Regions from separate parts of the Mus musculus genome. Here all the other regions are linked to region 1. Evidence: chromatin contacts called from public Hi-C, HiChIP or PLAC-seq and promoter capture Hi-C data. All regions are on one chromosome and are shown on one strand. Each heading gives the region's core, a stretch centred on a gene start, on an enhancer-like site or on the middle of the called end of the contact. The rest is flanking DNA. Distances are from core to core; before and after follow the strand shown.

What was found. Promoter capture Hi-C pulls out the DNA fragments that hold promoters and counts their contacts. Hi-C and Micro-C count contacts between places; a contact is called where the count stands out from the background. HiChIP or PLAC-seq counts read pairs in DNA pulled down with a chosen protein or histone mark.
Region 2: a contact with region 1 is called in a BATF HiChIP or PLAC-seq map of CD8 T cells, with 7 read pairs. The contact joins two enhancer-like sites. A contact is called at or near these places in 2 of 15 datasets of contacts at CTCF or cohesin (large pre-B cells and pro-B cells), 6 of 484 Hi-C or Micro-C datasets (bone marrow-derived macrophages, embryonic fibroblasts, embryonic stem cells and 1 more), 8 of 115 datasets of contacts at active chromatin or transcription factors (CD8 T cells, the HPC-7 cell line, bone marrow-derived macrophages and 4 more) and 4 of 9 other capture datasets (adipose tissue, embryonic stem cells, liver and 1 more).
Region 3: a promoter capture Hi-C map of the HPC-7 cell line shows a contact between it and region 1. The contact joins the promoter of Wfdc21 here to the enhancer-like site in region 1. A contact is called at or near these places in 31 of 39 promoter capture datasets (the 3T3-L1 cell line, 3T3-L1-derived adipocytes, the C10 cell line and 19 more), 10 of 15 datasets of contacts at CTCF or cohesin (CD8 T cells, the G1E-ER4 cell line, the NIH/3T3 cell line and 5 more), 333 of 484 Hi-C or Micro-C datasets (the 3T3-L1 cell line, 3T3-L1-derived adipocytes, the 4T1 cell line and 163 more), 63 of 115 datasets of contacts at active chromatin or transcription factors (the 230-238 cell line, CD4 single positive thymocytes, CD8 T cells and 46 more) and 6 of 9 other capture datasets (adipose tissue, embryonic stem cells, embryonic tail and 3 more).
Region 4: a Hi-C map of bone marrow-derived macrophages shows a contact between it and region 1, with 8 times the contacts expected there. The contact joins two enhancer-like sites. A contact is called at or near these places in 9 of 39 promoter capture datasets (the C10 cell line, the HPC-7 cell line, cranial neural crest and 6 more), 7 of 15 datasets of contacts at CTCF or cohesin (CD8 T cells, the G1E-ER4 cell line, embryonic stem cells and 3 more), 203 of 484 Hi-C or Micro-C datasets (the 3T3-L1 cell line, 3T3-L1-derived adipocytes, the AML12 cell line and 107 more), 22 of 115 datasets of contacts at active chromatin or transcription factors (CD8 T cells, the HPC-7 cell line, PVALB interneurons and 17 more) and 4 of 9 other capture datasets (adipose tissue, liver, macrophages and 1 more).

Annotation. Positions count from the first base shown.
Region 1 is chr11:83,548,068-83,554,073 of GRCm38.p6, forward strand. No RefSeq gene overlaps it. Among named protein-coding and RNA genes, the nearest start is that of Ccl5, 21 kb to the left of the region's middle. Within about 2 kb of position 2,759, at least 95 of the 459 cell types and tissues checked have an H3K27ac peak or open chromatin away from gene starts, as enhancers often do. A contact at or near this core is called in the 4T1 cell line, the 63-12 cell line, B cells and 44 more, where this site is marked.
Region 2 is chr11:83,786,918-83,792,923 of GRCm38.p6, forward strand. No RefSeq gene overlaps it. Among named protein-coding and RNA genes, the nearest start is that of Gm38934, 21 kb to the right of the region's middle. Within about 2 kb of position 2,549, at least 133 of the 459 cell types and tissues checked have an H3K27ac peak or open chromatin away from gene starts, as enhancers often do. A contact at or near this core is called in CD8 T cells, the HPC-7 cell line, bone marrow-derived macrophages and 1 more, where this site is marked.
Region 3 is chr11:83,744,318-83,750,323 of GRCm38.p6, forward strand. It overlaps Wfdc21 (WAP four-disulfide core domain 21), which reads left to right and starts at 2,623. Exons shown (of 3, transcript NM_183249.2): 1 at 2,623-2,806; 2 at 4,916-5,016. The coding sequence starts at 2,710. The coding sequence ends at 5,010.
Region 4 is chr11:83,726,777-83,732,782 of GRCm38.p6, forward strand. No RefSeq gene overlaps it. Among named protein-coding and RNA genes, the nearest start is that of Wfdc21, 17 kb to the right of the region's middle. Within about 2 kb of position 2,510, at least 36 of the 459 cell types and tissues checked have an H3K27ac peak or open chromatin away from gene starts, as enhancers often do. A contact at or near this core is called in bone marrow-derived macrophages, where this site is marked.

The DNA.
Region 1 (6,006 bases), core at 1,509-4,008:
TCGCAGACCCAGAGGCCAAGAAGAACCAGCACACACAGCTTTAAGTCTGTGCTTGTCTCATTTGTGACTTCCTACAGCATGGGCTTTTGTCCCTTACTGGGACTTCTGCATGCTGTCCACGAAAACATAATTTTCCCTAGTTTTTATTCTGAAGGCTCTAGGTCATATAGCAGTTAGATTAAATATATTTACATTCTCTTGTTTTTTTTCTAAACCATACCATCTCTGTAATATTTTATTACTATTTTATGTGTAGGTATCTTGCCTCCGTGTATGTCTCTGGATCGTGTAAGTGCTGGGAATTGAACCATGATCCTCTAGAAGAATTGCCAGTGTTCTTAACTGCGGAGCCCATCTCTCCAGCCTCTGCTTTTGTTATGTTAATTTACCTTTTTGCAGTAGACTCTGGGCTGCAAGCTTTGCAGTACACAAGTGTGTTAGTTAGTTTGATGCCAACTTGACACAAGTTAGAGTTATCTGAGAAGAAAGATTCTCAGTCGAGAAAATGCCTCCATAGACTGGCCTGTAGGCAAGTCTGTTGGAGTATATTGCCTTGATTAATAATTGATGTGAGAGAGGAGGACATCCCCAGGCACGCCACCACTGGGCAGGTGGTCATGACCTGTTCTAAGAAAACAGCTGAAGGGCTAGAGAGATAGGTAAGTGGTAAGAGCCCTGGCTGGGCTTCCAGAGAACCCAGGCTTAAGTCCCAGGGCTCATCTCATAACCACCTGCAACTCCAGTTGCCAGGCACCAGGCAAGCACACAGTGCACAGACATACATGCACGCAGACAAAACACCCATACACAGAAAATGAATAATAAATAAATAAATAATATTTTTAAAAAGAAAGAAATCAGGCTGAGCAAGCACAAAGAGCTAGCTGGTACCAGCACCCCTGAGAGGCCCCCAGGTCCTGCCCTGACTTCCCCCAGTGATGGAGTGTGACCTGGGAATTGTAAGTTGAAATGCAGCTTTACGCTGGTGTTTCTCTGTTGATTAGGTATTCTGATACAGAGATATGCCCCCCGCCCCCCGTGTATAGAGTTTCTCTTGTCTAGCTGTGAATTTCTCTTACAAAAGGGTCCTTTTCTTGTCCACCTGTGCCTGCTGTTCCCCAAAATAATAACAACAAGGTAATCCTTGTGCCAAAGAGGTCTGTTTGGGATAGCATCCCCTGGAGTGATATGTCCTGCAGCCTGTTTATCTGTATTGAAACTTCACTCCACAAGCTTGTCATCTAGGGACTATTTTCAAGATTGGGGACAGTGAAACTGAGAACATAACAGATTTTCCCAGAACGTAACAGATTTCCCTGTGGTAAATAGATCAGGGTTCCAATTTATCACGCCTCTCAGCAACTGACTAGTACATCCACTCTTTTCACTTGTGATTCAAGACTCAGCCATGACTCTTGGTTTGGTCAATCGGCTAGTTAAGTACATGCACAGACGAGACTGCATCTCTCAGTGTCTCTGTTAGCACCACAGAAAGGTAGGCCTTGGCTGGCCTGCTGGTCTTCAGCACACTAGCTCTTTTGGCCACGATTAGTAGAGCTCAGGTCAGGTTTAGAGGGTGCGACCTGGGGTCAAGTGAGATGAATCCTTTTGTACACTGGGGGTTTGCAGTTGCTAGCCTTTATGTCCTGAGTGATGGGGCTGGGATTTGAACTGAGGTTTGTGTGATACGCACTCTTGTGCTGTACACCAGTGCCTTGTGGGAGATGTGTGCGAAGGCAGCACATAGCTCTCTGGCTTCCATCCTTGCCTGTGCTGTGTTTCGTGACTTCTGTGTGTAACCCACCTGAAGAACATTGATACTGGAGTCTGACGTGGGGGGGGGGGTGATTGGCAGTGGGGCAGGCTACTCAGCATTTGTTTTCCTGGATGAGCAATGCATTAAAGCCCAGTCTATATTTTTAAATCACTCAAGCAGGTCTATGGTAGGCTTCAGAAGTAAGAGTGGTTTTTCACAGTTATTTATTTGTATAGCACAGCATGTGGAAGTCAGAGGATAATTTTCAAAAGTTGATTTCTCTCCTTCCATCATGAGAGCTCTAGGGATGGAACTCAGGTTGTTAGGCCTGGGGGCAAGCGTTTCAACCCCCTGGGCCATCTCACTGGCTGGGCTTTTGTTTCTTACAGCTTTATAGTTCCTCCCTGGTGATGCCCTTATCTCTGTTGCTTGAGGTTGGGTCTCACTTCCTGTTGAGTCATTTTGGATCTTATCTTGGACAAGTGAGTATGGGGGTGACTCTGTGAGTATGGTGGTGACTCTGGAGATTCTACCGCACTGCTCTGATGAGTTTCTGTCTTTGTCTCACCAGACCACAAGCTCGGGTTCAAACTGCACCCTGTCGTGGATAGCGGCTCAGATCTTGGTCTATTTCTTTCGCTGCCAAATGCTTTCAGTCTAACTGAAGTTTGTTTGGTTCAAGCCAGAAGCTTAGACTAAGTGTGTACAAAGAATTTGGGATTTCCCCTCTGTTGGCTTCTCTTTTCTGTGGTTCCCCTCTATTCTCCAGTGGTGACTGTTGCTCCAGGTTCCTTCCTTTGGGCCACTGTCCAGAAATACCACATAGTTTCTACTAAGGTTTTAACGAATTATATCTACCCTCAATGGCAGCTTTAATTGATGTCACATTACTAGAGATTTTTAAGGTCAAAGCCTGGATCCCGGTTACCCCAACAAGCTCTCAAGACACCCGGCTAAAGAGGCAAGCCATTCAACAAAGCAGAGCTCATGGAGGCTCACAGAGACTGAAGCAGCGATCGTGGAGCTTGCGTGGCTCTTCTGCACTAGGTCCTCTACATATATGATACGTGGCTGTTAGCTCGGTGTTGTTGTGGGACCCCTAGCAATGGGAGTGGGGTGTCTCTGACACTCTCATCTCTCACTCTTGGGACCCTTTCCTCCTATTGGGCTGTCTCACCCAGCCCTTACATGAGGGGTCATGCCTGGACTTACTGTGTCTTTTAGGCCATGTTCAGAGGATATTCCAGGAGGTCTGCTCTTTCCTAAAGAGAACTAGAAGAGGAGTGGAGTTAGGGGAGAGGGGAGGTGGAGTTAGGGAGAGAGGAAGGAGTGGAGAGAAGGGAAACTGTGGTCGGGATGTATTGAAAGCAAAACAGAGAGAGAGAGAGAGAGAGAGAGAGAGAGAGAGAGAGAGAGAGAGAGAGAGAGAGAGAGAGAGAGTCATAATGAAAAGCAGAGAAAAGCTGGACGTGGTGGCGCACGCCTTTAATCCCAGCACTCAGGAGGCAGAGGCAGGCGAATTTCTGAGTTCGAGGCCAGCCTGGTCTACAAAGTGAGTTCCAGGACAGCCAGGGCTATACAGAGAGACCCTGTCTCGAAACCCCCCCCCCCCCCCCACAAAAAAAAAAACCAACAACAACCTACTCTCTTAGTTAGGTTTTTACTGCTGTAAAGAGACACCATGACAGGGCAACTCTTATAAAGAACATTTAATTAGGGTTTAATTGAATTAGGGCTGGCTTACTGGTTCTAAGTTTCCATTATCATCATGACATGAAGCATGGCAGCATCCAGGCAGGCATGGTGCTGGAGGAGCTGAGAGTTCTACATCTTGTTCTGAAGGCAAACAGAAGACTGGCTCCCACGTCGCTAGGAGGAGGGTCTCCAAGCCTACCCGCACCGTGGCACACTTTCTCCAACAATACCACACCCACTCTAACAAGGCCACACCACCTAATACTGCCACTCCCTAGGCCAAACATATTCAAGCCACCACACCTGCCAAGTCGTCCTAACTCAGGGTTTCCCCTTTTCCCTTTATGAACTGTCATTTACCTATGGGCTACTTCTGTCTCCTCTTTAGCCAGAGGCAGTCATTTGGCCCTCTGGGGCAAATACCCCTTCCCTCCTCTCCCTTGTTCTTTTCCCCTTCTCCCTTATTCTCTATCTCATGTCCTTGTCTCTTATTCCCTGCCCTCTGTCCCTCTGAGGTAAATAAATCTCCTTTGTGCTGAGGACTTGGTCTCGGTGTTCCTGTGCTGACTCCGATCCTTTCACTGTTTGCATGTTGTCCAGCTGTGATCTTGCGCGCGCTTGACTGGCCAGGAAGAACGACGCTGCAACAGGATCCTTCCGCACACGTTTATTGGGAGAGCTTGATTGCAGAGGCAAAGAGACCCCAAGCCCAGAACTGGTGCTGCTTATATATGCCTAGGAGAGGCGTGTCTCACATCTGATTGGTTAACTTGTCTCTCATCTGATTGGTTAACTTTGGTTAATTCTCAAAACCTCATCTTGGCAAAAGAACCTTTACTGCCTGTGTATGTGTGGTGGCCAGCAGTAGCCAACTGCCACTCTGTAACTGCCACTCTGTAACTGCCACTCTGTAACTGCCCCTCTGTAACTGCCACTCTGTAACTGCCACTCTGTAACTGCCACTCTGCAATGGCTTCCCACACTGTGAGCCTCTGTTTTAATTACCATCTACTTCCAGAAGCCTCTCTGAGGAGTTGAGTGGCGCGCTAATCTATGGCTATAGCAATATGTCATTAGGGCTCGTTTTATGACTATGTTTATTTAACAGAGTAGTAGTAGTAGTAGGTTTTTCCCATGGCCTATCTTGTCTCAGGTCCTTAGCCTCAGAGCCAGAAGAGGGGAAGCTCCCAGATGAGTATCAATTCGATTTCTCCACGTTCTGTAATGTAAGGATGTGGTATCCTCAGCCATGGTGCCTTAGTGTTGTAAAGAATAACCAAGCTTGTAATGTTGGGGGAGTCTATGGGACTCCTAGGGCAAACTACTCAAAAAGATGTAACCCATTCCTGCCACTGCTGCCACTGGGGTTTTTAGTTTGGTAGCATGTGATGCCTCGTTGGGGTATTATCTCTCCTATTACACGGTATCTTCACTTACAACTCTTTATATATATGTATTTATTTTAGGAAGATACTACGGCAGTGATTTTCATGTGGGCTTTCAAAAGGTCTTTAGTGTTAGTTTTCCCTGATGTTAAGATAAAAGCATGACGAAATAGGAAACAAGACTTTAAATTACTGTCATTAATTTTTTCCAATTTTTATTAGGTATTTACTTCATTTACATTTCAAATGCTATCCTGAAAGTCCCCTATACCCTCCCACCACCCCCTCCCCTACCCACCCACTCCCACTTCTTGGTCCTGGTGTTTCCCCTGTACTGAGGCATATAAAGTTTGCAAGATCAAGGGGCCTCTCTTCCCAATGATGACCGACTAGGCCATCTTCTGCTACATATGCAGCTAGAGACACAAGCTCTGTGGGTACTGGTTAGTTCATATTGTTGTTCCACCTATAGGGTTGCAGACCCCTTCAGCTCCTTGGGTACTTTCTCTAGCTCCTCCATTGGGGGCCCTGTGTTCCATCCAATAGCTGACTGTGAGCATCCACTTCTGTGTTTGCCAGGCACTGGCATAGCCTCACAAGAGACAGCTATATCAGGGTCCTTTCAGCAAAATCTCGCTGGCATATGCAATAATGTCTGCATTTGGTGGCTGATTATAGGATGGACCCCCGGTTGGATTAGTCTCTGGATGGTCCATCTTTTCGTCTCAACTCCAAACTTTGTCTCTGTATTTCCTTCCATGGGTGTTTTGTTTCCAATTCTAAGAAGGGGTGAAGTGTCCACACTGTGGTCTTCGTTCTTCTTCAGTTTCATGTGTTTTGCAAATTGTATCTTGGGTATTCTAAGTTTCTGGGCTAATATCCACTGATCAGTGAGTGCATATCATGTGAATTCTTTTGTGATTGGGTTACCTCACTCAGGATGATACCCTCCAGATCCATCCATTTGCCTAAGAATTTCATAAATTCATTGTTTTTAATAGCTGAGTAGCGCTCCATTGTGTAAATGTACCACATTTTCTGTATCCATTCCTCTGTTGAGGGACATCTGGATTCATTCCAGCTTCTGGCTATTTTAAATAAGGCTGCTATGAACATAGTGGATCATGTGTTCTTATCACCAGTTAGAACATCTGGATATATGCCCAGGAG
Region 2 (6,006 bases), core at 1,299-3,798, 240 kb after region 1:
GCTAAGCCAGTTCAAGCCAAGAGGCACTCCCAGATGAGGGTGGTGAGGGCTGGACCCAGGCCAGCACAAGAGGAAAGCCAGTCAGGCTGTTCTTCCTGACTAGGAAAGGGAGGAAATCACATTTGAGGAGGGAGTGGCCTAACCCAAGGCAGGGAGGTTTAGCCAAGCGGATGGCCTCTGGTGGGTTAGCTTGTGACGCTCAGCATGGTGAGCCCATAGAGAGGTCATGGGCAGTGTCGGTAGGCTTACTAGACTTGTAGGTATCCCTAAAGCAAAATAGATTTGCTTTAGGGAGCACTCAGGTAGCAGATGGAGCACGAACAGAAGGGAGGAGCTGAGGGTTCTCACTCGAGGCTTCATTGTAGTTGCTGCCCGTGTAACCTGAGCCCTGGGATATTGAAACTCCCTTCCTTGTGACTGAGGTGTTGGCCATAGAGGGTGCCCCTCAGGAGGCACAGGAGCCTCCCAGGTATGCCATGCAGAGGAGGTCAGGTAGCATGGACCGAAGAAGCTCGGCATAACTCGAGGAAAGACAATGCTGGGTGTGAATCCACAAAGCCAGGAAGAAAGCGCAGCAGGCAGTCCCTCCAAAATTTCCACACAGTCACCACATGACTCAGCAACTCCAGGTGACACCCCAAACAAATGATGTGACCAAGTACAGCAGTGCCCACAGCTGCAGCATTCGGGATAGCCCCTAACTAGCAACGGCGGCTCTGCTGGCGACCAGAGAACGGCATGATGTGTGTCTACTCGGTGGAATAATATTGGGCTGTAGAAAAGGTGAAATATCAATATACTCCATATCGTGGGTGAGCCATTAAATGCTATGCTAAGTCAAAGAAGACAGCCACGTATACTGTAGGTTTTCATTTACATGAGATGCTCAGAATAACATTTAAGTGTTTGCCTGAACAGGTGTTGGGGATAATAAGGGAAAGTACCTGAGTTGGGTTCCCAGGACCCACGTCCAATGGCTCACAGCCACCTGTCACTCCAGGGGATCCAGCGCTCTCTTCTGGTCTATGAGGGCAACTGCACTCACATGACACAAGTGTCAGGTCAGCTTGACTTCATAAGAACGGAACAGCTCTGGAACAGTAGGATTTTCATTCATTTATTCATTCATCCATTCACTGGAGAAGATATCTGGAGAATTTATCAAATATATAAGATATAATATATAAAAATCAGGCAAGTGCAGGGCAGTGGTGGTGCATGCCTTTAATTCCAGCACTTAGGAGACAAAGACAGGCAGATTTCTGAGTTCAAAGCCAGCCTGGTCTACAGAGTGAGTTTCAGGACAGCCAGGGCTACACAGAGAAACCCTGTCTCAAAAATAAAAAAGAAAAAGAAAAGAAAAGAAAAAGAATCAAGCAGAAGAAAATATCAGGGAACAAGGAAAAAAAAAGTCCTGCAGATATCACACTTGATCAGGACGGTAAGCTAATACCGTCAGTGACCTGGGGTCTCGGGGGCCAGAGGCAAGGAAAAACAGATCATGGCCGGACAGAAAGCTCTGGGCAGATTATAGTTTGGCACGAGGTGTGAAGGAAGTTCTCCCTGGGAAGACAACCTTTGAGCAGAGGCAGGCGGGGGTGACCCTTGGGGTGACCACAGAGCTGTACAGCAGGTGGCACGTAGGACACACAGGCTATCTTAGAGGGGCAGGAGGTAACAGAGCAGAACAGCAGGTGGAAACAGGAGGAGGCTGAGCGTGGTAACTGGGATGTGGGGCCTTCCTGGCCTTGTCCCCCCACCATAAAGAGGAGGGGTTTAGGAACCATGGGTGGGGAGGGCTGTGAGCAGAGCTTTGCCCTGACCTTATGGAAGGGCCCCTCTAAGTCAAGGTTTTCAACCATGGCACTGTTAATTCCTCGGGCAGGCTGGTTCCTTGTAGGTGCACTGTGGGATGTTTGTCAACATCTCAAACCCCTTACTTAACCAGACGCCAGGAAGAATCCCCCTAACTATGACAACCCAACATATCTCATGCTTTGGAAAATGTGCCCTGGAGGGCTAAGAAGCCCAAAGTGGAGAAGCATCGCTCTTCTCTGAGCCTTAGCTTGTAGGGGGCATGGGTTCAGGGAGCTCTGGTCTGAAAGGCTGGATTTGGGGGTGGTCGTGACACCTGTAGGATAACATGTCTCTCGTGCAGTGAGACAACCTTCCACCCTGGAATGAATGTAAAGAAAAAAAAAAAAAAAAGCAACACCCTTGGTTACGCTTAATGCTTTGAACAAGAACGGTATGTAAGGTGCCAGAGAAGGTACCAGAAGAATCTCTTGAGCTTTTGGCCCTGCCTCACAAGCATGGCAAGGCAAGAGTATAGAAAAGGGGAGTGGTAAGGGGCTGGAGACAAGGGAACGCGAGCCCCAGTCATCTGGGAGGGGCTCATCGATTCTTGATGCATTTCCTGAGTATCTTCTATACATGAGGCAGTTTCGCTAGCATCGTGTCATCTGAGAACAATACTTAACAGTGAGGCAAATGTTATCCTTCCTGTTTTGTGACTCACAGATTACGAAACTTCTGAGTAACATGCTCAGATCACGGTCGGGACGCATGCGCCTTCCTGTCAATGCCCGATGCTGGCTCCCTGAAGCGTCTAAGTGAAGCTTATGCTAGCTAGCATTGAAGGCAGCGCAGGTTCAAGTGGGGCTGGGAAGCAGAGCAGATGACACAGCTGCTTGCTGCTTGAATGGAGCTTGGATGGGGAGTAAATTACAGGGATTTGGGGCAGGGCTATTTCTTAAAGCATAGAGCTTGTTAATATCAGTTTTGCTTAGGGGAGGGAGAGCTTAAAAGTACGCTTGCACAGGTCAGAGGACAATGTATAGAGGATAGCTCTCTCCCACCTTGTGAATCCCAGGGATCTAACTTAGGTCATCAGGCTTGGCACAGTTTACCCACAAACTTTTCCAAACATCTCTCTCTCTCTCTCTCTCTCTCTCTCTCTCTCTCTCTCTCTCTCTCACACACACACACACACACACACACACACACACACACTGTCTCTCCCTGTGTCTGTTTCGCTCTCTCTGCTCTCTCTGCCTCTCTCTTTCTCTCTCTCTCTCTCTCTCTCTCTCACACACACACACTCTGTCTCTCCCTGTGTCTCTGTTTCGCTCTCTCTGCTCTCTCTGCCTCTCTCTCTCTCTCTCTCTCTCTCTCTCTCTCTCTCTCTCTTTCTCCCCCCCCCCCTTGGTGTCCTATGTAATAGTGCTCTCTGTAACACAGGGCAGGCATGATGCTTGGGGTCTGATATGCTAAGTAGACTGCAGGTAGCATAGTGGGCACCACCTTTTTCCCCAAGCCAGGAAGCTTTTCCAAACCTTCCCTCAATCAGCTGACCCAGAATCATCTTGGGCCATGACAGGTGCTTTTCCAGAAGTCTCTCTTGACCCCTTTAGATAAAGGGAAAGTCTCCCAGAATGTGCCTGATGACAGACACTCTCCAAGCTGTAACAGGAGACAGGATAGGACTTCTGAGAAGGTTGGTTTTGTGTTGTTGCGTTGTTTTGCTTTGTGTCAGCATGAAATGATGAAGGTGATGGACTGGCCAAAGCCTCGGAGTCTGAGCCATTTCCAGCCCCAGCCCCAGCCCCACGTGCATACAGAATGTATCCTGCCACGACCTTTAGATCTGAAGAAACTCAGGTTCCATCCTTCTGAGAAAAGCCTGCCAGCATCCCAATGCAAAAAAATAAATTAAAAAAAAAAAAAAAGCCTCCAACCCAGAAATACTTTGTCCAGCCTTCTCCAGGAATGGAGACCAAGACATGTGGGTGAACACACACTTCATTGTGTTTGACAAGATGAAATCAAAGGCAGACCAACAGCTGGGTTAAACTCTTTATATAGGTTTCTCTACTTTAACAATGTTAGAGAATGGTTTAGATATAGAAAATTTTTAAATTGCCAGGCATGATAGTGCACACCTTTAATCCCAGTACTCTGTAAGCAGGAGCAGGCAGGATCTCTGTGAGTTCAAGGCTAGCCTGATTTACATAGAGGGTTCCAGGACTATTCAGTGAGATGCCGTTTATAAACTTTAAAAAGGGGGGACTATGCTTGGACTATAGTGTTAAGGAAAAAAGTAATATATATATATATATATATATATATATATATATATATATATATATATATATGTGTGTGTGTGTGTGTGTGTGTGTGTGTGTATTAATGTAATATAATAATGTATATACACACATTTATATACATATATATTATAACAACAATTGACAGTTTGCAAAGAGTTTTTTTTCCATTGTATTAGAAGGTTATTTCTGCAAGCTGAGACAATGGGTAATTTTGTCTTTTTTTTCTTTTTAATTTTTACATGTCTGAGTGTTCTGAATGTGTATCTATGTACTATGTGCGAGGCCAGGAAGGCCAGAAGAGGGCATCAGGTCCCCTGGGCTGTGAACCACCATGTGGAAGCTGGATCCTCTGCAAGAGCAGCCGATGCTCTTGTTTGTCTGTTTGTCCAGACAGGGTCTCACTACACAGCCTTGGCTGGCCTGGAACTCTATGTGGTGACTTATTTCAGGCTTCTTAACCTCCGAGCCAACGCACCAGCCCCTGCATTTTTTCCCTTACACTAATGTTTTTCTGAATTCCTAAGTGATAAGGAAAAGGTAATTATCTTAAAAGAGCAAGAGCTGAGTTACTGGGAAGGGTCAGAGCCCGGTGGGTCTCACTGCACTACCCATGTCGGGAGGGGCACCACTGGTGTCTTCTAAATTCAGGAAGCATCTGCAGGATATTACCGACACTGTGCAGAACCCACATCATTAATATTTTTATATAGAGTCTTCAGGGTTTTTGTTTGTTTGTTTGTTTGGTTGGTTGGTTGGTTGGTTGGTTTTGGTTTTGTTTGTTTGTTTGGTTGGTTGGTTGGTTTTGGTTTGGTTTGGTTTGGTTTGGGGGGCTTGGCAGCAAGTTTTTTCTTTTCTTTTCTTTTCTTTTCTTTTCTTTCTTTCTTTTTTCCCTTTTTGTTTTTTCTTTTTCTTCTTTTTTGGGACAGGGTTTCTCTATATAGTCGTAGCTGTCCTGGAATTCAGGACACCTATAAACTAGGCTGGCCTCGAAATCTGCCTACCTCTGCCTTCCACGTACTGGGATTAAAGGCATGTGCCACCACTGCCCAGTCCATTTTAATTTTTTTACTTTATGTGTTTGGGTGTTTTTCCTGCATGTATGTGTGTGCACTCAGTCATGCTGGTGCCTGCAGAGTCTAGCAGAAGGCATTGACTCTCCTGGACCTGGAGTTATAGACTATTGTGAGCCACCATGTGGGTGGCTGGGAATCGAACCTGGGTCCTCTGGAAGAGCAACCAATGCTCTTAACCACTGCGCCATCTCTCCAGCCCCCTTGTCCAATTTTTAACATGTCAGAAAATAAATTTTGAAGTCAGGTTATAGTGACCTCTTCTTCACTTGAGCAGTTTTAGACTCAGAACTGGCACAGGCCTAGTAATTCCGTAGTTTTGCAGGTGTTCACATGTGACCATCACTCGTGCAAGAAAGCTGTCTTTGTGACCTTTGCTAGGCTGTGTCCTCTTAACATGCTGTTGAGCCAGCACTCAACACAAGAGCCTAGACTCCTCCTTCCTCCAGAAGGAGCCTCTGGAACGTGTCCGGGGTCAGTCCAAGGCTCAAGAGCCACGTCTCCGTTTATGCAGCCTTTTTATAGCATCCAGAGCATAAGTAAATATCCAGCTTCCTATTTAGATAAAAGTTTTGTTTGTTTTCAAGGCCACCCTGAGTCTTCTCACCCTCTAGGATGGTGAAAAGCACGCTTCTGCTTCCTGCTGGGGTTTTGAAATAGCCAGGGCCATTTGCAACCTTTAACCATGAAAGATGATTGCGGGCGAGGCTGCGATTCATGCCACGCCACACTGCTTCCCCAGCCTCTGCCCCATCACTTACTCAGAATCTGGCCTTCTTTCATTGTGGACCCTCCGCAGAGGATGTGTATTCCTTACTTTTCATTGATGT
Region 3 (6,006 bases), core at 1,373-3,872, 200 kb after region 1:
AGAGAAATGTAAGGCAGCAGTAATTAAGTACTATGTGCTAACAGAGCTCATTATGGACTATGACAGTCTGAAGACCAAGTTACTCTCCCAGGGTTTGGGCCTGGAAAAGTTTCAGAGATGAAGTTTAAGCTAGGATGGCTGATAGAGGACTTGACTTCTGACAGACAAGAATGCCCACATTCACAGAAGAACGGAAAGGGAATTCCGTGTTCCAGGCAGAGCTTGAGCCAGACAGCTTAAAGGTTACTGTACTCAGCATCATGAATGAAGCAGAGCGGACGGGAGTGCCTGGATGGTGGAGACAAGTGGGGCCCAAGAGAAGACATGAGGGGGCAGGATGGAATGTTTCCCTCAAACTCACAAGTCCCCACTCATCTCTGAATATCTCTCAGGACCCAATAAAGCGCATGCTTAGGGCATCAAAAGTAAACTCAGAATTAAGGCTATCTGAAGAGAGATGAGAATGATCTCCATACACCTTTGACCTTTGTGTAACTTCAGAAATGGTTTTATTTCCAGTCTCAGTATTGTGAAAATATGGAATTACATGAAAACACACTGTGTACCCCCTTCAGTGCTTAAGATCTCTAAAAAGTCTTTATTAGTTGTTATGGTTCAAGCATAGCATGTCCCCACCATGGGCTTGGATGCTTGAATACTTGGTCCCTAGTAGGGGGTGCTGTCTGGGGAGGCTTCAGAAACTTGAGGAGCTAGAGCTTGTTTGAGGGAAGTAGGGTACTAGGAATGGGATGGAAGACTTAGGACCTGTTCTCTGTGTGTGCCTCTCCGTTTGTTTCTCTCTGTGTGTCTCTCTCCATCTGTCTGTCTCTCTGGTCTCTGTTTTTCTTCGGATCACTTCATGTCTCACTATCTCTGTCTCTCTTTCCCTCTTCTCGTCTGCAAAGCTGTGAGACGTCCTAGCTGCATAGATTGCTATGCCTTCCCCACCGTGATGACAACACCCTCAAATAGTGAACCGGGCGGAGCCAGAAAAAATCCTTCCTCCTTCCAGTTACATTAGCCAGGTATTTTATCACAGTGACGAGAAGTCAGTAATATACCAGATTTTGGACTATTGCAGAAATTGTACACCAGTGGGCTAGGCAGAGTGGAGTTAAAGCAGCTTGCAAAAATACTTTCTGCACGGCCCATAACTCTGTCTTCTAACCCCCTTGAGAGAGCTAGCAGTGTATGGCATCAGTTGTTTGTCAGAGGACCTCCAGCTTGTGGCATGTAAGATCTGTGACAAATGAAAGGAAGAGACTCTTCCTGTAGCTCCAGAATTAGGAACCATAGTCCTTGTGAAATGATAGTCCTCTCTTCCTCCCTCTCTCCCCTCGTGTGCGTGTGCGTGTGCGTGTGTGCGTGTGTGTTCCTAGGAATTAAACTTAGGGCCCCTGCCCTCTACTGTTGAAATAAACCATTTTCCCAGACACCTACAAAGGCACAACAAACTGATCCTGTGACTTCTCCCTCTCCCTCTTACCCCCTGCTTCCAGCTCATTTCATGTTAAGGTATTTTATGAGTTACAGTATTTGTCTTACTTAGGGTTTCTATGACTGCAATGAAACACCATGACCAGAAAGCCAGTTGGGGAGGAAAGGGGCTTTTTGGCTTACACTGCCAGATCATTGGAAGAAGTCAGGACAGGAACTCAAGCAGGGCTGGAACCTGGAGGCAAGAACCATGGAAGGAAACTGATTACTGGCTTGCTCAGTCTGCTTTCTTAGAGATGCTAGGACCACCACCAGCCCAGGGATGGCACCACCCACAATGGGCTGGGCCCTCTCCCATTGATCACTAATTGAGAAAATGCCTTAGAGCTGGATCTCATAGAGGCCTCTTCTTCACTGAGGCTCCTTTCTCTCTGGGAACTCTAGCTTGTATCAAATTGACACATTGTGTGTGCTCCTCCCCCACCACCAGGGAAAGAAGAGGGTATCTCCCCTGGCACCCAAACCACAGATGGTCTGAGTTACAAATCACTCATCTGGATTAGCAGGCGTGTCTACAAGAAGGAAGAAGTGAAAGCTCACACCTGGGCTAGTTGTCACTCTCACCCCACTCACTCTCCAAGTCGCACAGCAGTGGTGCAGCCTGAGAGGCATCCTGGGAGGGTTTGATGTAGATATTGACAGCTGGGGTTCCCCAAAATGAAGGCTCCAAACAGCAGAGATGATGGCATCAAGGCAGAGGGAACGACGCTGGCTTACTGTCTCCTCAACAGGTGGCCGCACCCCACTGGCTCTCCCACGGTCTCTCCCTGCCCTCAGTTACAGGAACAACTGTCCTAGAGCAAGGAGAGAGAAGTACAAAAGCAGATGGTGTCCTAGCTGACACCCAGCTCCTGGATTGTCATTCCCTGAGGACACATTCCTTATCACAGCTCATTCCTGGCCCAGAGTAGATCTCTAATACTTCATTGAAAAGGAACGAGAGTCCCTTACCACCCCAGCTTTCCAACTTTAGGAGGACTATCTGTGGAACAGAGGGTGTTCTGTGGCACGGAGCTTGGCTTGAGTAAGATGGCACTACCCAGGACATACATAGTGTGTGTCCCTGGCAATGCTGGTTTCCAGGCGGGGCTTTGGCTTCTGTGGTGTGCAGGCCCGCCCCTAGCCTTGCTGCCTAGCTCAGTGGGTGAAGAGGTTTAAATTCTGGCAGCTCTTGGCCCTGCTGCGTATTGGCTAACATCCTTCAGCAGCAGCATGAAGCTAGGAGCCTTCCTTCTGTTGGTGTCCCTCATCACCCTCAGCCTAGAGGTACAGGAGCTGCAGGCTGCAGTGAGACCTCTGCAGCTTTTAGGTACGTCTGGGCAAACACGGTTGCACTATTCTTCCTCAAGTGAGGGGTGAGAAGACATCCAGAACCAGTGTGTGCAGGAAGGAGGGAGAAACTGGAGGAAAGAGTTCTCTTTAGGATCCTCCTTGATGGTCACCTCTGAATTCCCCAGAACAGAATCCCTCTTCTGCTTTCCCTCTCTCCATTCCCTGGGTCACCTGACTGGACCCCCCTCCTGCTTGCTCCTCAGCCAAGCTCCCTCTCCCAGACGTCTCCTTCTCTACTGGCGTCTACCTTGACCTGTCTACAGAAAATATTCTTGTAATTATGCTAGACACAGGTCAATCTCAATCTTCTTTACCAATATTATTCTCAGAAAGGGTTTTGTTGCCGTGGGTTTTCATTGTTGTTTGTTTGTATGTTTGCCCAAGCTGGCCAGGAACTGACTGTGTAACCCAGGCTGACCTCAACAACATGGCAATCTTCCTGCTTCATCTTGCTATGCTGGGATTACAAGCACAATCCACCCCATCTTATTTGGCCTCAAAGGACTACTCTTAATCCTCTGCCCATTCTTCCCTTAGCCCTTTTGTGACCACAGCCTCATCAAACTCCTGACACACTCTCCTCTGTAATAAAGTCTCGCCTTTGCAGACTGATGCTGTCTGCCCACCCCTACCCCACAACCCCTATCCTACAGCCAGCCAGCCCTGGATTATCTTGGACTGAATGCTTGCCCCTAAATGTCTTTAGATAGAGTTTAGCCTCTCGTCTTCACTCCATCAACTACCTGTTTTTGAAACAGTTTGCATCTCTTCCGTCCTTTGCCCTCTGTTGCCTCACTGTGTCCATCCCTGATTACTCCACAGCCCTGCCATTGCAAAAGCTTCCCAGAAGCCCTCTCCACCCCCTCTTCCTTCTTGGATGTGCTTACTAGTTGGATCCTGGTTCTGTCTATGCCTTTGCAGCAGATAATCCTCCCAAATGACCTTCTCTCAGTTTATTAAGTGAAATCCCAAATCCACAGGTCCTGATGGCCTGCTTGCCCTTTGCAACATTTATTTCTCCTGTTCCCAAACTCGCCCAGACCTCTACTTGCCAATCCTCCTGACTCCTCCTATTCCAGGGGAACTGGGAGTGGCAGATAATATGTCTAAGGGGTAGGACTTGAAGAGTCAGTCTCTGGTCCTGGGAGTGCCTCTGTAGGTCCTGTGTCCCAGGTCACACACGGACCTCCCCAAAGTTCCACCCTACTACATTTCCCCTTGTGACTTTTTGCATCTTTCCACACAGCACCCCTCCTGCTTTCCCCCACTACTCTTTCTTGACAATATCCCTGTACTCCAAGGCTTACTTTTTCTGACGAACAACAAATAATGTTTTATCTCCTCTGAGCCCTTTGAGTCTTCTAGAACTACCTTGCAGGACACTTGTGAAACACTGCTCTGTCTCCAGTACCTTAGACATAAGTCTTACTTGCATTGGAAGGCTCTAAGAGGCCCTTTTTACATCCATGTCCTTCCTAAATGCTTCATATACAGCAAAATACCATAAATATTTAATGATTGCTCCAACGACTGTGATTAGGGACAAGAGATCTTCAGCTTTCTCACCACAAAGCAACAACAGCACCAGAAACACTTAGGGCTATAAAACAGAGCTAGGGAGACTAACCGCACAGAGTGACTGTAAGGTAACCAGCAAGTCTGAATATGCCCTTCTCTGCTCCATGGACTGTCATGTGGGGGGAAATGATTTCATTTAAGCAACCTTCCTCCTTTCTTTCCACAGATGCAATCCCTCTATCCATGTCTCTAAAGTAGGCTTTCTTTAATGAGATTATGTGTGTGCCTTGTTTTAACAGAAATAGACAGTAACACTTTACAAATGGTATTATGACTTCAGTTAAAAGGAACTGGTGAAATGTACTCCTTAATCGAGGACTGTCGTCCTCAGCACTTGAATCTAAAGCATGGAGGTTTTCATTAGTCTATTTGTCTGTCCTTGAGAGGATAAACTCATCAAGTAATTCAGCTTGACCTTTAGCTGATGATCTGCCTGCCTTAGCCTAGGAGTCCAGGATTAAAGGTTTATTCCACCATGCCTGCTTTCAACTGATCTTTTCTGACATAGGCACCTGTGCTGAGCTCTGCCGTGGTGACTGGGACTGTGGGCCAGAGGAACAATGTGTCAGTATTGGATGCAGTCACATCTGTACTACAAACTAAAAACAGGTAAAAATAAAAATAAAAATTACTGTTCCTCCAAATCTTCCCCAGACCAGGCAAGTTGTACATTTGACTTCCATGGGAATTCTAGAAGTTTGGTAAAATGAAACCTATGTGTTTCCCTATATCTTCTCCTTTTTTCTTCATGAAGAAGCACCTACCAGAGGATGGTGCTTCCCAAACCTTTAGAATAATTTTCCAAACCAGTCTACCCAGGAGAAAAATCAAACTATATTTGAGCAAGAAGTTAAAAAATCACCCCCAAATGATGTCTGTTTATGACTGTGGTATATATTTAACTATGTACAAATATATATTAAAATGAAAATCTTGTGCCTATTTGATTTCTTAACTATTTCGTTTGAAAAGACTTAGTGGACAATTTTGATCTCAGTACTTATCTTCAGCTCCATCTTTGCTTTATCTGTAGCATGTACAATGTATGCTCTTCTACCAGCAATCACTATAAATGTAAGCTTAAAATATTTATTTTATAATTAACATGACTGTATTTTGAATACTGAAATGTGCACACCCTTACTAATTCCTTTGGGATATATCCCAGCATGTATAATTGATGACCAAAGCATACTCTCATGTTGGCCCATATTAACCTAAGCAGATACTTTTTCTGTAAAAATATTTGATGGGATTCATATTATTGCATGTTTCCCTATTTAATTTTCAGTACCCACTAATTTTTTAAAAAAGAATAAAAAGCTACCATGATTAAGTTGTATTAATATGATTAAAATTGTATTAGCAGATTTAGCTTATACTCTAAACACCAAGCTGTCTGAGCCAACGAGATTGATCAGTGGGTAAAAGTTCCTGCTGCCAAGACTGGTGATCTGAGTTTGATCCTTAGGACCCACGTGGTAGAACTGACTCTCAAAAGCTGTCCTCTGTCCTCTACATGTGTGCTATGGCAGGCACATGACTGCACACACACACACACACACACACACACACACACACACACACACATTGAAACAT
Region 4 (6,006 bases), core at 1,260-3,759, 180 kb after region 1:
ATGGCACCACCCACAAGGGGCCTTTCCCCCTCGATCACTAATTGAGAAAATGCCTTACAGTTGGATCTCATGGAGGCATTTCCTCAACTGAAGCTCCTTTCTCTGTGATAACTCCAGCTGTGTCAAGTTGACACAAAACTAGCCAGTACAATTGACCCCTTGTCAACTTGACAAACACATCACTAGTAAGCCTCAACCCTTACATTCTTATTCATCCCCAAGATCTAAATAACTTTTAAAGTCCCACAGTCTTTACATATTCTTAAATTTTCAATCTCTTTAAAATATCCATCTCTTTTAAAATTCAAAGTCCTTTTACAATTAAAAGTCTCTTAACCGTAGGCTCCACTAAAACAGTTTCTTCCTTCAAGAGGGAAAATATCAGGGCACAGTCACAATCAAAGCAAAAATCAATCTCCAACTGTCCAATGTCTGGGATCCAACTCACGATCTTCTGGGCTCCTCCAAGGGCTTGGGTCACTTCTCCAGCCATGCCCCTTGTAGCACACGAGTAGTCCTCTAGGCTCCAGATGCCTGTACTCCACTGCTGCTGCTGCTCTTAGTGGTCATCTCATGGTACTGGCATCTCCAAAACACTGCATGACCCCTTAAGTCCTGGGCCTTCAATTGCAACTAAGGCTACACCTTCACCAATGGCCTTCCATGGCCTCTCACAGTGCCGAGCCTCAGCTGCTCTGCATGACCCTTTCATGCCTTCAAAACCAGTACCACCTGGGTGACCCTTACATATTACCAAGTCCCGCTGCAGCAGGAGTACAACCTTGGATATCTCTGGAACACAGCCTCTTTGTGCTTTCAGAAAACACTTCCCAAAAGATGTCACCTCAATGATGCTGGTCTCTTCTTAATCACTGCTAATTTCTTAGCTCCAGCTAACCAGTATCAATAGTCCCAGTAATGCAAAGGTTTTGCTTTAGTAGTTCTGGTATCTTGTTAACCACAGCTGATTCTTCAGCCCCAGCTAACCAGAACTACAGAATCTTCACAATCAAAACAGCAATGGCCCTGAAAAGAGTCTTTAATTTTCCCTCTGAAATTTCACAAACCAGACCTCCATCTTCTGCACTGTTCTCAACATTATCTTCCAAACTCCTACACAACATCTGGCAGAGCTCTTAACAACAAATGGATCTTCAAGCCCAAAGTTTCAAAGTCCTTCCACAGTCCTCCCCAAAACATGGTCAGGTTGTCACAGGAATACCCCACTATGCTGGTACCAATTTGTCTTAGTCAGGGTTTCTATTCCTGCACAAACATCATGACCAAGAAGCAAGTTGGGGAGGAAAGGGTTTATTTGGCTTACACTTCCATGCTGCTGCTCATCACCAAGGATGTCAGGACTGGAACTCAAGCAGGTCAGGAAGCAGGAGCTGATGCAGAGGCCATGGAGGGATGTTCTTTATTGGCTTGCCTCCCCTGGCTTGCTCAGCCTGCTCTCTTATAGAACCCAAGACTACCAGTCCAGAGATGGCACCACCCACAAGGGGCCTTTCCCCCTCGATCACTAATTGAGAAAATGCCTTACAGTTGGATCTCATGGAGGCATTTCCTCAACTGAAGCTCCTTTCTCTGTGATAACTCCAGCTGTGTCAAATTGACACAAAACTAGCCAGTACAGTGAGTAAATAATGTTTTAACGACAAAATAATTTTTAAAAATTTTATGACTTATAAGGCCCAGACACTTTTAATTGAACTGCTCTCCTCTTTATAAGCATCTGATGAAGCAGTGCGAGAGAACACAGGGATGTAGGGAAGGAAGAGGACCCACCCATCATGGCCGACTATAGCCAGCCCATTTGCCCTGGTCAGCCTTCCCTAGCTGTGGATATATTTCCAAAGTTCCACCCCTCCCCCAAAGGACACACATCATTGTGGTCAATGCTATACCCATTCTACCTATTAACTCTAGACCCACAGACACTTAAACTTCTCTGATATTTAGCCACCAAATAATTCTCACAAACTAAATGTTTCCATGCATCCTTGACTGGACTAAGTTAATGGCTTCCTCCAAATCGCACTTAGTGATGCCTGAGTCTGACAATTTGCACTAAAGATTAGTGTCCTGGCCCTTGGTCTGGAGGAAGCAGTCTGGAGTTTGCCTCAAGGGCAAAAAATACAGTAAAGGTGGTTGTGGAGCCCATTGCACCATCTGCAGGCTGATACTATGTAGTGCAGAATGAGAGAATACCTGCAAAGTTCACCTTTCTTCCCATAATCTTCACAGCATTTCTAAACAAACACTACCCTTAGTTCAAATGCATAGAAGCTGGGTCTCAGAAATATGGCACATGTATCCTAAATCAAAAAGTTTATGAATGGCCTAGCTGGCGTCTTTGCTTCCAAAGCCAAAACTCTTTCCTGCAAACCATGCCACCCCACAAGAAATCAATGTCCATCTCTTTCTGCACTTTCCACTAAGCTGCACAGAAAGCTGGAAAAGGAAAATCCCCCAGCATTCCTGAGCAGTGACCACAGATGTGAGTGGCAGTGGCTGCCCCTGTGACTCACAGAAGCAATCTGCTCCGTATCATTTCTTTTGCTGTGCAAAGGCTAGAGCCAGGGAGAGAAACTCTTTTCACTGTATCATCCTTCTGGATGCTTGGGCTTTCTCTGCAACCCCCTTCTTTCCCCAGGCAGGCAACTAAAGCTACTCCTGAAGCCCTGGGGGGGGGGGGGTATTCCCAGGCTGGCATCGTTCCTCTGGCTTGTGGGCAAGCATGGCCACTAGCTCCACGGGCTTGGTAGAAGTGACGAGGTTTCTTTTTAAATCTTAGAAAAGTCTTCACTCACAAGCTCTACCCATCCTTTCATAGCTCTTTGCTTTCGTGAAAGTTGCTAATGCTCCCAGAGCTTAAGTTTCCATGCATTTGAGTCAAGAATATCTATTTTGGTGCAGGAGAGGGGAGCCCTCTCTTCAGAACAGGAATTGAACTTTTAGAGAACCCAGGTTCAGTTCCCAGCAAGCACCTAGCGCAATTGATAATCACCTGTAATTCCAGTTCCAGGGGATCTGATGCTTCCTGCTGGCTGCTGTGAGGACCTACACTCCCATGCACACACCGACACATTGACACATGCATAATTTTAACTTTTGAATAAAAAATAAAAAAAATTCAAGGATAGCCATTTCATAGTGATCTCATGACAAATGGATGAGTCTTAATGTGAACCATTTATCTAGAAATGACACAATAATGTCTTGGATAAAGGTAGGGAAAACTCACAGGGAAACAAAAGTGACAGTGGCCTGTCTCTGCAAACATCCTTCATCAAGAGGGAGTATTGCTCATACATGAAGAGAACCCACCATGTCTCGCATGCTGCGAATCTCAAATGAAATCCCAGCCAGCCTGTAGCACTCTCCTCTTCTCCCTTGGGCTTCTTGCTACAGGTTTGGATGGCATCTTTCTCCCAAAGGTTCATGTGCTTCCATCTTGGTCCCCAGTGTGGTGTCATTGGCATGGGAAAGGGAAATAATGGATGTTAGCTAGGTGATTGGAGTCCCACGCCCATAATGTCTGTCTCATCGGTGGGCTGAGTCTTTCGGGGTCAGCTAGAATCGCCTGTCTAAAATGGGTTGTTATAAATGTATGTGCCCAGGTTTTCCTGATCTCTCTCTCACCTGAAACACCGTGTGAGCTCTCCTCTCTCAGTGTGCTCCGAACCAGGAATGCTATCTGCTCCGTTTTGATGTAACAGGAGAGCACTCCCCAGAAACTGACAAGTCATACCTAACCTTCTGCTTCTAAAATCATAAGCCAAATAAACCTTTTAAAAAAAGAGAATTGCCCAGCTTTAGGTATGTTGCTATAGCAACAGAAAACAGACTAATACAAGGCTCACTGACAGTCCTCTATGCAAAGCCATGGCACGGTGACCCTGACACATTGTTTTTTGAGACAGGGTCTTCCTGTGTAGCTCTATCTGGCCTGGAACTCACTCTGCAGACCAGGCTGGCCTCAAACACACAGAGATCCACCTGCCTCTGCCTCCTGAGTGCTGGGATTAAAGGTGTGTACCACCTTGCCCAGACTATGCATAAACCTTATTCTTTGGGGATTTTATGAGTTCAGTGAATGGATTTACTGTAATTCACTTAACCAATAACCGCTTATGGCCATGTCATTTGCTTGACATTTTGCTATTGTGCTGGCTGCTGTAGTGAACATCATGCTAATGAGGCCTGATTCTTTTAACACAACTGTAGCCATTTTGTACTGAGTTTCCATTTTGTTCCTAAGGTGAAATGAAGTTTGGGTTCTCAGCCTCCACTTTCCAGAAGTTATTATCTATAGCTGATACTGAAGAATGCTACTAATAAGCCAAAAAGTTACTGTTGAATCATTTATACTCCATTATCTCAATGTACTGGAACTCCAGGTTCACTGCCTGCACCTCCCCTCTTACCACATCTAGGACCAATCAGCTCAAAAGTTAGCTGATTGTCTAGTTAGCCAAAAATGTTGTATGACTTCACTGCTTGCTTTTCAACTTTTGACCCTGGTTTTCCCTATAAAAAGCCTGCCCTGAGGACAGACCTGTTGCATTAGTTGATTAATCTGCTCTAATCTCCCCAGTGTTGACAGCAAGAGTTCCTTGATACCTGCCCCGCCCCAATGTTTTGGACTCCTGAATGAAAGACACACATGCAGCCTTATATCTAATATGCCTTAATCAGCTCAGTGGCTGGGTCACTCCCAAACTTCTACATTGCTAATGCCCCCCCATACTCCTGAGTTATTACTTACTAAAACATATATTCCATCTTTGCTACCCTAGACCCAATTGGGGAGCCCCCCGGGTCATTCTTCTCTGGCTCTTACATGATTGGTATGCTCTCTCCTCTGCCACTCTCAAGCCTGGATCTTATTCCTTTCCCGGCATGACCATTCTCTTTTTTTCTCTCGGTTCCCTTGCCTGCAAATCTGCCTCTGTCTCCCTGCCCAGCCATTGGCCACTACCAATCAAAGCCAACTGGGGACAAGGACTCTCAGCGTCTTACATGCAGAATCTCGTACACTTTGGGGAACCCAATTAACATAATACAAATGTTAAACCAAATCCACCACACAGGCTGATGCCACATTTTGTGGCCCTGTTTGATCAGTCTTGGGGAGAGTGTTCAATAAACAATTCTTGCTGAACTGAGATCATTGTCCACAGGGTTTGTGTGGTGATTCCTGAACCCCAACAATATAACACTAATACATTCTGGGGAGATGAAGCCTGTGAATTCTTAGAAATGAAATTGTAATTATAAATAATTATAAATGTTATCAAACCAAGAAGCAAATGCTGGGTCACAGACGGTTTCCAGTCATTGTATTTAAAAGTAAGAACTTTATTGAGTGTACTTTTACAAAGGAAACACTTATGTTCCAGGCTCTGTACTAGATGCTTTGTGAGATTTACTTCTTTGGTCTTTAATGTCTTTCATCTCGGGAAAACACGTGTTTCTATGGATGTTGATAGTACTCTGATACATTGAGTAGAGCTTTCCCACAGTCCTTTGGGATGAGAGTATATGTCTCCTGAGAGACGGGGGCAGATGCCTGTGAGGAGCAGTGGTGCTCCTTGGAGGTATGTTCCAGAATTACTGTAACCCTCATAGGTAGACATTTCTCTGGGACAGGAAGATGTTATATTTAGCCTTGCAACAGAGAACTAGTCCACTAGCTAAAGGCTGTGGTTACAGAACCATACACTTTTTTTCATGATGCCCACAAAATAATTTATTAAGGGTGTCATCTTTTTCTTTTGGGGTGTGGGAAGAGTGAGGCGGAGCTTCATGCATCCCAGGCTGGCCTCAAATGTATTTATTACTTTTCTCTGTAGCTGAGGATGACTTTGAACTCTTGATCTTCTTCCATCTCACCATCCATTCATAAGATCCTGGCCTATATCATCTAATTAAAACAATGTATCTAAATCTGAGGCTTAGGAAGGATTCTGATTAACCCACAGACACCTGACTCCTTCC